5 separate regions of the Mus musculus genome follow, and all the other regions are linked to region 1. A link is a contact called in public HiChIP or PLAC-seq and promoter capture Hi-C data. All regions are on one chromosome and are shown on one strand. Each heading gives the region's core, a stretch centred on a gene start, on an enhancer-like site or on the middle of the called end of the contact. The rest is flanking DNA. Distances are from core to core; before and after follow the strand shown. Region 1 holds the start of Mab21l3 (mab-21-like 3). Region 2 holds the start of Trim45 (tripartite motif-containing 45). Region 3 holds the start of Ptgfrn (prostaglandin F2 receptor negative regulator). Region 4 holds the start of Ngf (nerve growth factor). Region 5 holds the start of Cd2 (CD2 antigen).

What was found. Promoter capture Hi-C pulls out the DNA fragments that hold promoters and counts their contacts. HiChIP or PLAC-seq counts read pairs in DNA pulled down with a chosen protein or histone mark.
Region 2: a promoter capture Hi-C map of embryonic stem cells shows a contact between it and region 1, with 2.6 times the contacts expected there. The contact joins the promoter of Trim45 here to the promoter of Mab21l3 in region 1. A contact is called at or near these places in 1 of 39 promoter capture datasets (embryonic stem cells), 1 of 484 Hi-C or Micro-C datasets (olfactory sensory neurons), 5 of 115 datasets of contacts at active chromatin or transcription factors (double positive thymocytes, embryonic hindbrain, embryonic midbrain and 2 more) and 1 of 9 other capture datasets (liver).
Region 3: a contact with region 1 is called in a promoter capture Hi-C map of hematopoietic stem and progenitor cells, with 5 times the contacts expected there. The contact joins the promoter of Ptgfrn here to the promoter of Mab21l3 in region 1. A contact is called at or near these places in 7 of 39 promoter capture datasets (the 3T3-L1 cell line, cranial neural crest, hematopoietic stem and progenitor cells and 4 more), 2 of 115 datasets of contacts at active chromatin or transcription factors (embryonic hindbrain and embryonic stem cells) and 1 of 9 other capture datasets (liver).
Region 4: a contact with region 1 is called in a FOXA1 HiChIP or PLAC-seq map of pancreatic cancer cells. The contact joins the promoter of Ngf here to the promoter of Mab21l3 in region 1. A contact is called at or near these places in 2 of 39 promoter capture datasets (hippocampal neurons and pre-B cells) and 1 of 115 datasets of contacts at active chromatin or transcription factors (pancreatic cancer cells).
Region 5: a contact with region 1 is called in a promoter capture Hi-C map of hippocampal neurons, with 5 times the contacts expected there. The contact joins the promoter of Cd2 here to the promoter of Mab21l3 in region 1. A contact is called at or near these places in 14 of 39 promoter capture datasets (the 3T3-L1 cell line, HPC-7-derived erythroid cells, cranial neural crest and 9 more), 1 of 484 Hi-C or Micro-C datasets (cerebral cortex), 1 of 115 datasets of contacts at active chromatin or transcription factors (embryonic midbrain) and 2 of 9 other capture datasets (adipose tissue and macrophages).

Annotation. Positions count from the first base shown.
Region 1 is chr3:101,834,803-101,837,706 of GRCm38.p6, reverse strand. Mab21l3 (mab-21-like 3) reads left to right here and starts at 1,484. Exons shown (of 7, transcript NM_172295.4): 1 at 1,484-1,786; 2 at 2,443-2,713. The coding sequence starts at 2,465. It overlaps Gm33381 (a long non-coding RNA gene), which reads right to left. Exons shown (of 3, transcript XR_003954538.1): 3 at 2,288-2,904.
Region 2 is chr3:100,921,100-100,924,003 of GRCm38.p6, reverse strand. It overlaps Trim45 (tripartite motif-containing 45), which reads right to left and starts at 1,511. Exons shown (of 6, transcript NM_194343.2): 1 at 605-1,511. The coding sequence starts at 1,092.
Region 3 is chr3:101,108,766-101,111,669 of GRCm38.p6, reverse strand. It overlaps Ptgfrn (prostaglandin F2 receptor negative regulator), which reads left to right and starts at 1,504. Exons shown (of 9, transcript NM_011197.3): 1 at 1,504-1,578. The coding sequence starts at 1,530. It overlaps Gm52612, which reads right to left and starts at 2,704. Exons shown (of 1, transcript XM_030252967.1): 1 at 1-2,704. The coding sequence starts at 1,760. The coding sequence ends at 1,119.
Region 4 is chr3:102,468,367-102,471,270 of GRCm38.p6, reverse strand. It overlaps Ngf (nerve growth factor), which reads right to left and starts at 1,352. Exons shown (of 3, transcript NM_001112698.2): 1 at 1,311-1,352.
Region 5 is chr3:101,286,387-101,289,290 of GRCm38.p6, reverse strand. It overlaps Cd2 (CD2 antigen), which reads left to right and starts at 1,352. Exons shown (of 5, transcript NM_013486.2): 1 at 1,352-1,466; 2 at 1,576-1,884. The coding sequence starts at 1,412.

The sequences.
Region 1 (2,904 bases), core at 235-2,734:
AAGAAAGTACTTGAGGACTGACATCCAAGCTTGTCCTCTGACCTCTGTGTGCACACACAAGACTATAAATAAAATGTTGTGAATACTTTGGAAAGCAGACATTAAACATGTTATTGGTCCTCCAAATCTATTACATTTATCTATCTATTATTTCTATGTATGTGTGGATGCACACACGAGGCAGTTCACTCTTTCCTTCTACCATATGGGTCCTGGGAGGTGGGGAGAAATCGAACCCAGGTCCTCCGGCTCGGTGGCAGATGCTTATCTCTGCTGAGCCATCTCACCTGCCTGGTCCTTACAGATTGAATTGGGCTAAAGCTGGTTTCCATTTTTCAAACTGGCATGTTATAAAAAAAATGAGGATTTCTATTTCCTGAGGACGGAGGAAAGCCTGAGTTAACTAGGTCCCTCTTGGTGGCCTGGCACAGTGCTTCAGGCACACCCTTACCCAACAGACATTCGCTGACCTGTTGTCCCATTAACTAGAGATCTGTGTCTGCCGGTAAAGCCTGTTTTCCTCAGCCTGTCTGATAGGAGCTGCCAGAGCCTTCATCTGTGCCATAGCCCTGTGCTGTGGAACCTTACCAGTGCACTAGGAACCAGGCCATGCTACTCTAAGCTGTGTTCACACAACACACCAATCTTCAGATGTGGCTCTCCTGGGAATACATCTACAGGCAGCTGCCCTGAGTTCACAGTGCCTTTCCTTCTCTGGGTTCCTCCTATAGTTCAATTATTCAGAATTCCCTCTCCATACCTGGCAAGTATCTTTCCATCTTGGAGCAAGAGAAGTTTCCAGATACAACACTTGAATCTGTAGTACTGAGTGACTGAGACGGGACGGTGTTAGAGCAAGAATAGTGAAGGTGTGGGCATTTAATTCCAGAAACCCGGGGCAACTTTATTGTTATTGGGAAAGACCCTGCCGTAGGACAGGGACTATGCAGTAGTGATTCCAGCAAAAGCAGAAGTTAGGGTGAAAATAAAAGTATGTGTGTGGGGAAGGGAGTGAGTGTGGGGGTGGGGAGACTTCAGCAGAGTTGAAAGCAACATGGAAAGAGAATTCCCAAAGGCAGATTAGGGGGTAGAGCTTCTTGTTTCACTAGTGAAAAGCTGATGTGGTAGATTCGGAATGATGACTATAGTAACAGCAGTCAAGGGACAGAGATTCCCTTACCATTTCAGAGCATGTGCCGTAAAGAGAAGGGGATTTCCAGGACACGGAAAAGCAGGTGGAAAGTCAAGGCAGTCAGCGTGGAGGGGGATTCTGGGGACCTTTGTGGATCCTCAGTTTTTCAGGACTGGTATAAGACCTGGGATTGGCAGATGAAGCCTGGAGAAGGCCGCCCCAGCGCCTGGAGGAGGGAGGTGGGTGGGGTCTGATGTGGCTCTCCTTGGAGCTGTCTGGGAGGATATGCAAATTTGGGGCCGCGGGAGAGAGTGGAAGGGCTGGATTGGCTGCGGTTGAGCATTGAGGAGGCTGGCTTGGAGAGCTGCCTGTTTGAAAGCCTTGCTCAGACATGAACTGGACTGCCAGCTCTGTTGTCTGTCAGTCTTTCGGATCAAAGACGGTGATACTCACGAGCTTTAGGGAGATAAGGCTGCTGGGATATTTTCCCTCCTGGAGTAAAACTAGGCCCAACCAGTCAGACTGGGAACTTATTGTCGGTTTTCTAGGATGAGTTTTACTGGTAAAACTAGATGTGTCCTAGACTCTTAAGGGGCCTGTTTATACTGAGTATATTTTGAATGCCAACGTCCAAGTGGGAAATCACATTCTAAGGTCAGCAGGTGAGAGGCAGGACTCTCTGCCCTACTTTTCTCTGCGTGTATCTACCTGTTTGTATCTCTCTCTCTCTCTCTCTCTCTCTCTCTCTCTCTCTCTCTCTCTGTGTGTGTGTGTGTGTGTGTGTGTGTGTGTGAGAGAGAGAGAGAGGGGGGGGGGCAAGCTTGCCTCTGTATACACAAGTGTCTCTGTGAGTTCATGTATGTGTCTGTATTAGTGTGTGAGCGTGTGAGCTTACCTCTATATACACAAGTGTCTCTGTGAATGCATGTGGTGTGTGTGTGTGTGCCTGTGTCTGTGTGTGACTATGCGAGCATGTAAGCTTGCCTCTCTATACACAAGTGTCCCTGTGAGCTCAGGCTTTTCTAAATGTCACTCCTGGCCCTCATCTGATTGGCAAGCCTTGTGCCGGGCATGATGAAAAACCAGGCGGCTTGTTTGCAATTTCTTATTTGTTTATGGTAAGGAAGTAAATCAATTGCAGAATTTTCAGGAGTGGAGGGCCAAGGGATATTTACTGTCAACAAGGTAAGGACGGGGAGATGTAAGGTACTGGGCACCAAGGTGCACCTGGTGCCAGGACAACAGGATAAAGAAAAAAAAAAAAAAAACAGGATAAGTTCCAACTCGTTTTCATCACGTCTCCTTTTTAGTCTTTCTACAGTTCCCTGAAAGATGGCAGATGAATTCTTCCATGCTGGAAAGGAAAACTGCAGTGAGCAGGCAAGAAGAAGTCAAGTCTCTGGTCCACGTTCACAATTCCAGAGAAGTTTTATCCAGAGAGTAACGTTGCTGGGAAAGCTACCCACCAGATTTGTCCTCCATCGGGAAAGAAAGCAGAAGGTTGCTGCTATACTGGGGGTTGACCAAGAAGCCATGAAGTCTCTTCCAGAGGGAGACTTAGACCATTGCCTGCTGAGCAAGGTGAGCCAGGGCTGGCCTCTCCTGGGCACACCCTCTAACTCTCCATCCCATGGCCATTGATCAGAAGGAATCCCCTGCTTCTGGAGGCCATAGATGCCTCGTTCTCAGGAACTCAGGGTGGCTACCCTCAGCACCCTGAGGAGGTCCATATGGCCAGTTAATTATCTGAGCCTCAGACTTCAGACTTCTTT
Region 2 (2,904 bases), core at 262-2,761, 910 kb after region 1:
CGTGACTGTGATAAAAGGCAAAACACCCCAATTACCAGCCTGCTGTCCAGGTCAGAGGTCTGAGTTAAGGCACAGTCAATGGACACCTACACTGAGGTGACCTGTTTAGTAAAAAGAGCAAAGAAGAAGGAACTAGGTCTGAACTGAGGATTCGGTTCAGTTACATGATTACCAGCTGTGGGACTTGGGCGAAACACAAACCACTGCTGGGCTTCCATCTCCTCATTTACTAAAGAGGGGTGAAGTAGCACCCACCTTTCGGTAAGAGTTACAATGATCAGATGAGATCAAGCGCAGGGTGTATGCTAGCACAGTAATCCTCTCTCCAGCACACGGTCCGTTTTCAATAGATTAAACAATTGGTGATAGAAGAAAACTCAAGGTGCTCTATAAACCGAAACCTGCCCTGCTTTTGTTACTACAGCTATCAGGTCAGCGGTGCTAACCTCCGTTCTAGAGCTTGCGATCTGTTTGCACAGTGTTCTTTGCACTTTGACAGTGTCTGCGAAAGCCTTCTTTTTGACCTGCTCACCAAAGGGATCTGTGTCTTGCTTTCTTTGCACTCTACTCTTACGCCACAATAAACGGGGTACTCCCTCTTTACCTATGAGCCTGGCAGCAGAAGTGGCAGAGATTGGCTTTGCAGGTCTGACACCTCTTCTCTACTTCTCTGTCGCTGCACAGGTCACACACCAGGCCCTGGCCTTCCCCACGCAGGTTCTCCAGCAGCACATCATTCATGGCCAGGTGGTCTACCGTTAAAGCCTTCACTCCACCCAAGGGCAGGTCCACTTGAGCATCACATACCGGACAGAGGATGCCGATCTGTGGCTGCAGGCTACATAACTCGGGGTCCTGGAATACTGACCCCTCAGAGCTTGTATCTGAGTCACCCCCACGGATGTCCACTACTGAGAATGGATCCAGCTTTTCCAGACACGTGGTGCACACTGTGTGCAAGCAAGGCAAGAGCCTGGGGACTTTGAAAAGCCTCAGACATGTAGGACAATGAGTCTTGCCTGAGCTTCCAGACGCGTTCGCATCTTGGAGTTTGTGCACGAAACCCAGAAGCGGCTTCCTGATTTCTGACATCTTCCCCACGTATGTACCCAGTATCACAAAAGGCCCTGCGCAGTCCTCTAATGCAGGTTAGATTTACTCAAAGACAGAGTTCCAAGATCTTGAACACTGACCATGAGGACTCTCGTGTTGCCAAGTAAAAGGACAACCAGAAAGAGAACGCCTCTGAGGAACCATCCACAGATCTCCGGATTTGTGGTTTGGCCCTTCCTTTCCACTGCATCCCACACCAGTCACAGCCACACCCTCCTGGATCACCCACATCGTCCTCCTCGCAAGCGCTTCTAGAGCTAGTCCCCAGCTAATTCTGCCACCACCACCCTGACCCCAGCATTTCTTGTCCTCCAAGGTCACCCTCCCTCCCGCCCCCACCACGCCACAAGCGCGCCCTCCGGGCGATGAGGTAGTGGGTCCTCGGGCTCTCCCAGAGTGAGGGGCCAGGGGCAGCCGCCTCTCTGGTTTGCCTAGGAGGCCCTAGAGCCGTCGCCCCGCCTCACACCAATCCCAGACCAGGATTCTCCGAAGAATCCAATCACCGTCCGAAAGGGGCGGGCCTCGCAGTTCGGAGCCATGTCGTCCTCCAGAGTGACATCACTGTCATCCAATAAGTTCAGCAAGGTCCACATCCTCGCCGGCCACTCGCGCGGCGAAAGGAGAGGGAGCAAGGGAGGGCCTCGTGCAGAACCGGGAGGAGGAGTCTGGGAGTGAGCGGCGTAATGTGGTTGGCGTCACGAATGTGAGCTCCTGCCGCCGGAGAGGCCTCTGGATCGTTGAAAAGCCTGCGCTGAGGCTCCACCCCAAACTCAGATAGGGTTCTCCCATTGGTGCGTGGTACTGTCAGTCGGCCGAGGTGTAGCCCGAAGCATTCTGGAAGTTGTAGGCAGGCTCTCGGTTGCAGAGGCTATAGCGAATCAGCGGCCACCGGGTCAGTTTCCTTTCTGGGTTTTCCAAGTATTTTTTCTGCCCTGGAATCTCTTACGTACAGCGTGCTCGGAACCAGAACCCTCTCAGCTGGCTAGCTTCTGGCATTTTCCAGGGCAAGGGTACCTCCGTGTCTGGTTCCAGAACTAAACTTAACTGAAAAGTTTAGAACTGCTGCTCCGCGGAGCTCCACTGAGTTTCCCGGGTGGAAGCTGCTTTGAATCATTCAAGACCAAGACCGGAGAGACACACCTCACCAGAATTCTACAGTAACAGAAGTTGTCAGGGTTGCGGGGGGTGGCCTACAGAGCAAGTTTGGCATTTGTTTTTACAATCAAGGGGAGCTCCTGGTTGGTCACAATGGGGCAGTGGAGGATGTCACTGGGACAAGTCCCTTGTAGGTCCGACTAGTTAAAAAGTTGGGCACACCTGGTCCCTGAGCATAATTATTTCTTTGACGCCTTAAAGAATTTGCCAAGAGTCTCAGATTCATTCATTTGGAGACTGTTTCCTACACATGGGGTCTAAGGCACTGACTGATCTCTGAATCCAAAAATTGTAATAGCATGGCTCCGTAGTTGCTATCTGTTCCCATTCTTCAGATGCGTAAGCCTCTGTCTATCTCACTGTTTTCCTTTACAGTCTTCCATATATGATTTCAACCCATGCATCACTGTTTCAGGGACCTCTTTATTAGAGATGTCATAGTATAGGCATAGCTGTCGAAGCCTATGCTTTTACGAAGTATGGGCCTTCGGTGGAAAGAGCCCCAAACTATGAAAAGATGAAATTAAAAGAAAAAAAAAGAATTATCTGACTCTTCGTAAAATATGTTAAAGTAGAGATGTAGCTCACTGATCCAGTATTTGCTTAGTATGTTGAGACTCTGGGTTCTGTCTGTGG
Region 3 (2,904 bases), core at 255-2,754, 730 kb after region 1:
ACCAGGAATTTGTTTATTTTGGTCTTTTGAAACAGGGTCTCCTGTAGCCCAAGCCGGCCTTGATCTCTGTTTGAAGCCAGGGACGGATGACCTTGAGCCCATCCTGCCTCTACCTACAGAGTGCAGTGGAGGTCACCACGCCTGGCTGGGAATACAATTTTAGGAGTCTCTTTCGGAAGGGTTCACACCTGGCCAGTCAGTCGCATGTCAGTTGGCAGAAACGAGAAACGCTTGTGGAAATCAGAACAAGCTTAATGTTCTGCACCAGAGAAGGCAGTTTCCCCAGGAACATCTGTGATTTGTTTTACATATATTAATGAAAGGCCCGGGCGACGGAGGGGGTCACTGGATACCAGTGAGCCTTTCTGAATGTCTGATTCATCCTTGGGACGTTTTAAACAAGGAACGCTGATTTTCCCCCCAGAGCTGTGGAGTCTTTTGTATTCAAATCCAAAGCACAAAACTCTATTGTGGGAGGAAAAAGAGTCTTTAATGGAAACCCAGTTGTGTCCACTTAAAGCAATGAATATAGTCTCAGGCGGCAGACATACCATTTGAAGCACTACGGCTAATAATAGATGGTGTGGGTTTTCTTTTCTTTTCTTTTCTTTTTTTTCTTTTCTTTTATGGGTACCTTAGTTGGAAGTTGTTCTAATTAGTACCACAGGGACCCTGGAGAGGAGGGAGGTGGGCCAGGAAGGAGGCAGGCCCACCCAACTACAGGGTGGTGGGTTAGAGAGCCTTGTTGAATTTGATGCTTGGCTGAGAGTCCCTTGCCAACTCTCCCAAGCACATCAGGCCTCTGGACCATGAGGGGGTGGGAATTCACTGCCTTTGAAGCTCTTTCATTCCTATCTGTGTAATTATTTTTAGCAAGGGCTAAGCAGGTGGCTGGTGGCATGCTTAGCTGGAGACCAGAGGGTGTACGTGTGGGTTGCTGGCTGCGAGACACTCGTGGGGATTCCACCGCGAAGGAATGCCGGGCGTCCCGGGATAGGGCCCAAAAGATGAGGTTTCCAGACAAGTCTTCCAGGCCAACTTTTAAAGGTCGGAGGAAAGTTTTTCGAGGGCTGGGGGCCCGAGGGGAAGGCTGAGTGGGCTCGGGCGTCTCCTCCCCTTTAAGCGGGTGGCCCCAGCGCCTCCTCCGTTACCTGGAGCGGGGAGGGGCTTGGGAAAGTTTGTGTTTGTTGCTGGCAAAGCGCCGGGTGGGAGGCGCGGGCGGGCGGACGCCACGGCTCTTCCCTTTTGCTTTCGGGAGGCGGTCCGGGTTGCTGCGCCCTGGGATCGGCGAGGCCGGCTCCGGGGCCCGGCGGCTGGCGGAGGGCGGGAGAGGAGGAGGAGGAGGGCCGCGACGAGCCAGGTGCGCACGTCCGCGCCGGCGCTGGGCTCGCTCGGCCAGCGGGGAGAGCGGAGCAGGCGCGCGGCCCGGCGGAGCAGCCGACTCTGGAGCAGCCGGAGCTGGAGGAGGAGGAGGAGGAGCGGCGGCGGGGAAGGAGGAGGAGGCGGAGAGTCGCTCCCGCCGGCCGAGCATGGGGCGCCCGGCGCCGAGGCCGCTGCTGCTGGCGCTCCTGTCGCTGGGTGAGTGCGCGTGGGGCGCGGCGGGGCGCGGTGGGGCGCTGGGTCCCGGGGGGGCGCGGCTGCCGCTCGGGGCCTGGGGCACCCGGGGCGCCCGGGGCGGCTCCCGGGAGACCGGGATCCGGAGCGCCGGGCCGCCGGCCGGGCGGGGAGCGATGTGGGGCCGATCTGAGCCCGGTGCACATCCTCCTGGGCCCGCGCTCCCAGTAGCCGGAGCCGCCCGGCCTGACCGAGCCGGGTCCTCACGTGTGCCGGGGGAGTGGCTCGTGGCCGGTTCTCCCACAGCGCTCTCTACCTGTTGGCCACCGTGAGCCGGGCTCACCTTGAACTCCCGGCCCCGGAAGGTGCGGGCGGCCCCGGCCCGCGTACCCGGCTGGGCGGAAATGTGAGCCTTTGCTGTGTCCCGCCATAGCCGAGGCCGGTCGGGATCGCTCTTCATTCGCTAGCCCATGCTGAGTTGCTTTTCCAGGGAAGCAAGAGAATCCAACTTCCTTCCACGAAGGTCACTGGGTAGCCCAGCGTTACTGTGACAGTCTTGTACCATCCCTGCCATCTAGCCAAATCTGCCTCAGTGTTGCCTTCCAGCGTCTCCTGAAGCTAGCTAGGCTCGGATTTATACACAAAGACCCGAGAGCCCAGCTTTTCCAACTTTTCTACCTGTTACTTCCCTCGTTACTGCCCCCTTCTCCTTTACCCTCTGGAAACCCTTGGTGTCTCTCAGTGGTTTGGCCCAGTATCCCCTCACCCACCTAAGGAATCTTTCCTGGGCTCCCCCCCCCTCCATTTTCCATTCACTCCTTACACAGACACCATCTTCACATAGATACACAGGGTGATCTTAACCAGCCACTTGATGTATTTATTTAATGCCTGCCTTGGTTCAGGAAGGCAGATCCCCAAGTGTGGTTATATGCGTGGTTCCCTGTGACCAGTGGCATCTAGGACAAGCAGAATTCCAGACCCAGCCCTGGGTTCCCTTCCAAGCCCCTGCAGACGATGTATCTCAAGCTTTCCCAGAGCACGTGGTGTGTGTTGCCTATCCCAGCCTGGCCTCAGCTGCACAGGGGCTAAATGACTGCACTTCTGATGGTGTGAGGATCCCCGTGGGGACCTCCTGCCACCACTCCCCTTCTGCTGGCATTAGGACTTTACTGTCCCAGCTCCCCATGAGTCCTGGCTGCCTGTGAACTAGCCTTTCTGGCTGCTACTGTGATACTTCACCTCCGAGGGGTTTTCTGGAAATGACTCCCTCTAAGAACTCCCCTAGACATAATTCTCCAGCCACAACCCATGTACAGAAAACATCCAATAGTCTTCTGTGGTTTCTGA
Region 4 (2,904 bases), core at 103-2,602, 630 kb before region 1:
TAACTGAGTTTCAGGAGTTCGAGACCCTGAGGAGACGTTATGGATGGGACCTCTGTGGCTAGTTCTGAGTTTGCAAAGTTCAGCTGGCCATGCCTATGGGGAGAGTAGACTGGTACTGCCAGAGAGGACTCTGGGAGGATGGGGGCAATACATCAAATGGCTTTTCTCCAGGGTTTCCATTGGCCTCCCATGATAGATGGGGGCAGAGGCACCCAGGAGAGCAGTATTTTTGGTCTGCAGCTGGGAACGTGCACTGAGTTTTCCTTAATACCCACAGCACCCAAAAGACTTCGTAGTAATACACTTTAACGCACGAAAGACCCATAAATTATCCTTCAAACTGCACAATTTCCAGTCTGGAACAACTTGGAAAAACCAGCCTAACAAGCAGGCTCTTCTTGACTCTCTGAAGTAAACCTGATGAGAAAGGTCAAGCCAAAAATCACCTTCCTTATGAATCTCAGAAAGTTTTAGGAAAGCAAGAGCATTGTAATCAAACGGTGCTAAAGACGCCTTATGTTTACATTGGATTCAAGTTTCAACACCCTGACCCCAGAATCCTCTCTCCCTCCCCTGCAGCTTCTCTGCCTGAACCCAAGAGCGACCGCTGCCCTTCCCAATCCCGGGTGCCAGCCTCTGCCACACCTGGCAGCAGACAGCTGAATGTACTGGGTGACCCAAGCAGTAAGGCTATGCCTTGGGATGCCCAGCAGGCCCCACCGAGGACCCTGGTGCTCGGCACTTGGAACCCAAGCTTCCAGAATCAACCCTTGGTACCCACAATATTACACTCTGAACCCTGCTACAAACACCGAGTCTAGATCACCCTGGCTGACAGTCCTCTTACCTAGGAGCAGAGAGGCGCTCTTGGGTCTGTGAGCACTGCCCAGTCGGCGTGCTGTGCACTCGCCCTCTACCGCGCGCGGGCTACTGTTCCGCCACCCCAGCGCGCTCGCAGCGCGCGCATCCCTCACTCCAGGCTCTCTTGAGCGCTGTCCCCTTCTAGCCTGAGAGCTCAGGCTGGGCAATGCAGCTTCTGCAGGCGCCAGTGTTGACTTTGGTACTTCTGGTCATCCAGGAACAGGGAATTTCACGACCAGGGAGACCCTCACTCCCTTCGCTTCCCTTGCGTGCCCACGATCTCGTGTTCCTACATCTACTCGGGACAGTTCTTTCAAGGGTGCGCTTCAGCCCACAAAGATCTAGCTAGACAGGGATCCAAGCACACCGTCCCAGGGAGCCCGGCAACCCCAGTCCGCCGCACCGCGTTGCACCCGTATCGGGGCTCGGCTCAGAGAAGCCTGACTCACCGATGCGCTCCCCTCCGGCTCCAGGCGCTCTCTGCCGTGCTGGAGCACAGAGCTTCTTTAACAGGCTTCCTGACTGTATTTAGCCCCTCCTCCAGGCTCGTCACACCCTCTCCAAATCCTGCCCCCCACTCACCCGACCCCTCCCTCTCTGGCCAACTCCAATCCCAGCCCGCACCTGCTGTGACTAGACCCAGGGGTCCGGGTTGTAAGGGTCCTGGGGACAAGGGATGGATAGCTCCCGAGTTGATGGGACATAGCCAGGAAAAGCCAGTCAGGGAAGAATTCAAAACCCCTGGTTTAGATGAAAATGCATGGTGGGGGGAGGTCACAGATGCAGAGAGAGATTTTCTAGGGCACCAGGCAAGGTAGCTGGCTCCAAACACCAATGGGCAGACAGGCTGAGCAGGGCTGAGTTGATTGGCTGAGTTGGAGTCCCTTTACCTCTTCCCCTGGCTCACTGCCTTGCTAGCCTCCTGGGGTGACTTAGTCTTCTTTGGTGGCCAGGATATCAGGTGTTGCTATCTCTGCAAATCTGAGAGCTGAAGGAACACTGAGAACACCCACAACACCGGAAACTCCTGGATTGGCCAGTGCCAGGGGTTGCTCTGAAACCAGGCAGAAGCAGAATTAACTAGAATGTCAAGACAGAGGTATATCTGCCTGAGGTCAAAGGAAGAGGACCTTAGGTGTTCAGATTACCCCAACTCCCACTCCCACTGCCAGCCTTAGCACTGGCATTGCAGGGGCCTCCCAGGAGAGCTGGTCCCTTGGAAACTGTAGATGGAACTGTGTCTGTATGTGCTCCCTGCGTGTTTCTAGATCTGGGGTCCTAGGGCTTCTGTCGGTTTTTAGGAGTCAGTAAACACAGACCCAGGAGAAAGCCAGGCCTTCTGCACCACCCCAGGGCTCACCTCAATTCTCTCTCACCTCTTTTGTCTACTTACTTATGGTGGGGGGTCCTCAGTTGGCCCTCCAGAATGTCTTGGATCTGATAGATTCAGGAGCTGATGGGGTCTTCCCCGTTTGACCTCCCCTTCCTCTATGGTGTTTACACCTCAGCTTCAAGGGAGAAATATGCCCTAAGTCAGCTTTTTCACCAAATGTGCACTAACAATTGTAATAAAATTCTATGGATTTTGGAAATGAACACACACACACACACACTTGTGTGAAATGACTTACTTCCTTCGGAAAGACATGTTCTATGCCCCACCCCCACCTTCATGAATGCCACAGGAAGGAATGGATGCAGGAAAGTGAGTGACAGAGGGAAGGTAAGGTACGAAGGTGACACCTTAGTCTAGGCAAGAATCATGCTCCATGAAGTTGGGATGGAGTGAGGCCCAGGTGGTCCTTTTTCCCCATTGAAGGTCACGTGGGAAGGAGAGGACCTATTGATGTATTTCCAGTCCTCTGAATTTCAACTTCCCTTTGACTTTGACTTTGTCCCCACACCTACCATCATGCCATTTCAGGTACTCTGGGGAGGATGAAGGAAGAAGAGAGTGAACTTTTTTTTTCCTTGTTAATGCTCTGTGAGGTCCAGGCTGGTGGATGAACACACATTAGGAGTAAAGGTGAGAGACCAGGCAAC
Region 5 (2,904 bases), core at 103-2,602, 550 kb after region 1:
CCCCAAAGGGAAGACAAGAAATGATGCTGACATCTTAGATAGTAACAGTTTGCACACATTGCAAATATCTTGGCTTGACTTCTCACACATTTAATAGCTCTTTGTACATGCATAGATTCTAGATTTTTATGTGGCCTCTAACGTCCATCTTTACTATTTCTGAATTGTGCAATACATATAGGAAGATTTTCCATACTCAAGAATAGGAATTCTTTTATGTTTCCTGTTAAGTCTTATTTCACTTGGATTTTTCCCCCCTTGGAATTAATATTTTAACTCAACTGAAATGCACTGTTGTGGCTGTTGTTAAGCATCTGAAATGGAAAAACCGTGATTTTGAAGACCTTTTCTCACTGAATTCTAAAGAATCAAAAGACTATATGTTCACTGTATCTCTTGCTCACGTGACCTCTCTGTTGTCTTTTTAGGGACATTAGTCCTTGTATCCCTGTTCACTATTTTTTTATAGTCTTAGGACAAGAGAGATATCTTGGTACTTAAGAGCTCAGGCTGCTCTTCCGGAAGACCCAGGTTTTATTCCCAGCACCCACGAGGCAGCTCACAACCATCTGTAACTTAAATTCCAGGAGATCGATGGACTCCTCTGGCCTCTTCAGGCATGGCGTTCATGGGTGTTGCAGTCACTTTTCAATGGCTGTGACAAACCATCATGACCAAGGCAACTTAGAGAAGGAAGAATCTACTGTGCTCTTACAGGTCCATGGCCAGCATGGCCGGGAGTATGGCAGCAGGCATGAAGCATAGCGCTGGAGCAGTAGCTGGGGGGGTTTTACATTCCTATCCACAGCAGGAGACAGACAGATAGACAGAGTGGGGAAGGGGAGAGGGAAGAGAGAGAGAGAGAGAGAGAGAGAGCTAACAGGACCACAAGGGCTTTAAAGATTTCTAAGCCTACCCTCAGTGACGCACCTCCAACAAGGCCACGCCTCCCAATCCTTCCCAAATATACATATCTGAATTCTATTCCTATGACCTTTTGCCGGTGAGTCTACTTGGTCCTGTTGAAGGCAGCACAGCTGAGTGGCCAGCTATGTTTAAGCCCTTGTTTACAAAAGGGTAGCTATGGCAACTGACCTCCCAGTTCCTCTTCTTCCTCTGGTGGGGTGCTAAAACCCAACACCCTAAGCTGTTTTTGTAAAGATTAAAATGTGACACAGACACCTATTTCGGTTAAGGAGGGCAGCAAATGCATGAGTCGTTTTGATAGGGTCTCTGTCTCTCTCTCTCTCCTTCCCCATCTCTACCTCTCCCTCTCCCCCTCCCCCTCCCCTACTGTGAACAGCAGGCATGAAAGACACGTGGTTCAGGTTGCTGGGTGTGGCTTCTGCCAGCCTCACCACAGTCCTGACAGAAAGAACTCAGAGTCACCCCTGGGAAAAGAACTCTAAAGATGAAATGTAAATTCCTGGGTAGCTTCTTTCTGCTCTTCAGCCTTTCCGGCAAAGGTAAGCATTCGCGTGGAGCTCTTCCGGAGACCTTGGAGTGGACATTAGAGGCGAAGAGGGAGATCCTCCGTAGTCCCGAGACCTCAGAAACCATCTTACTTTTTTACAGGGGCGGACTGCAGAGACAATGAGACCATCTGGGGTGTCTTGGGTCATGGCATCACCCTGAACATCCCCAACTTTCAAATGACTGATGATATTGATGAGGTGCGATGGGTAAGGAGGGGCACCCTGGTCGCAGAGTTTAAAAGGAAGAAGCCACCTTTTTTGATATCAGAAACGTATGAGGTCTTAGCAAACGGATCCCTGAAGATAAAGAAGCCGATGATGAGAAACGACAGTGGCACCTATAATGTAATGGTGTATGGCACAAATGGGATGACTAGGCTGGAGAAGGACCTGGACGTGAGGATTCTGGGTAAGTCTCCATTCCCTAAAGGTTTTCATTTTAGGACGGCTGCTATGTAGAAAGTTGGGGAGCAGCCTTTCTGTAGCATCCCCATCCAATGTTACCTGTGTGGCCCACAATGAAGACTCCAGTGGGTGAGGGTGGCTCTAAAGCCTGTCTGCCTTTCATTCTCTCTTTGGGTGGCTGTGGGGTTGTACAAAGACTCCCAGGTGACAGACAGGCATTAATCAGAAAGAAGACAGGTTAGCAGAGAAAAGACATGGACATCCTTGGTGGCCGATGAAGCTGTAGCTAGACAGGATGTCAGAGGGTGCCTAGGAGCAGTGAGCCTCTTGTCTGGAGAGCTATGTTTAAGCCAGGGTATGATGAGAGGGCATGATACTGAAGAGCAACAGGAGAAGACCAACCAGGAGTCCTCTCCTGTCATCCAAGCGAAGCCAAGCAGGTGGTCTTAGTCTTGGTGAGAACCAGCAAGTGAGCTGTAAGAAGTGACTCATGCCCAGGCTCCTGGCAGCATGGAGTATGTGTGCCAGTGGGATCTATAGCGTTCCAAGAGCTTCTAGTGAGAAGAGTTGTCATTGATAGTCATTGGCCTGGAGTAAAGGGTGCCAGGGAGATGAGGAAGGGTGCAAACATGCCGGGTGTGGGGGTGAGGAGGAAGTGAAGAAGCTTGGGTGGGTGAGAAAGAAGAAAACGAAGCCTGGGATGCTGTCGAAGCTGAAAGTCCAGGGACAAACTGGCAGCTCACACCAATGGGTGAGAGGAGAAAGCCTGCCCTTGGCTTGCGGAGAAAGCTGAGAATGCCTTGTGCAGAATAGATCAGCCATTCAGGGAGCACACAAACATTCTGAGCTTCACACAGGAAATGTCACTATAGAAAGGGCTCCCCTCATCCCCCCGTGGGTGTCCTTCCTGTCCAATACTCAGCACCTGGGCCTAACACCAACCTCTCTCCAGGGCCCCCTGTTAGCTCCTCTGTGCACAACTCTTCCCAGACCCAAATCCTGTAACTTTATCTAGAGAGAATGT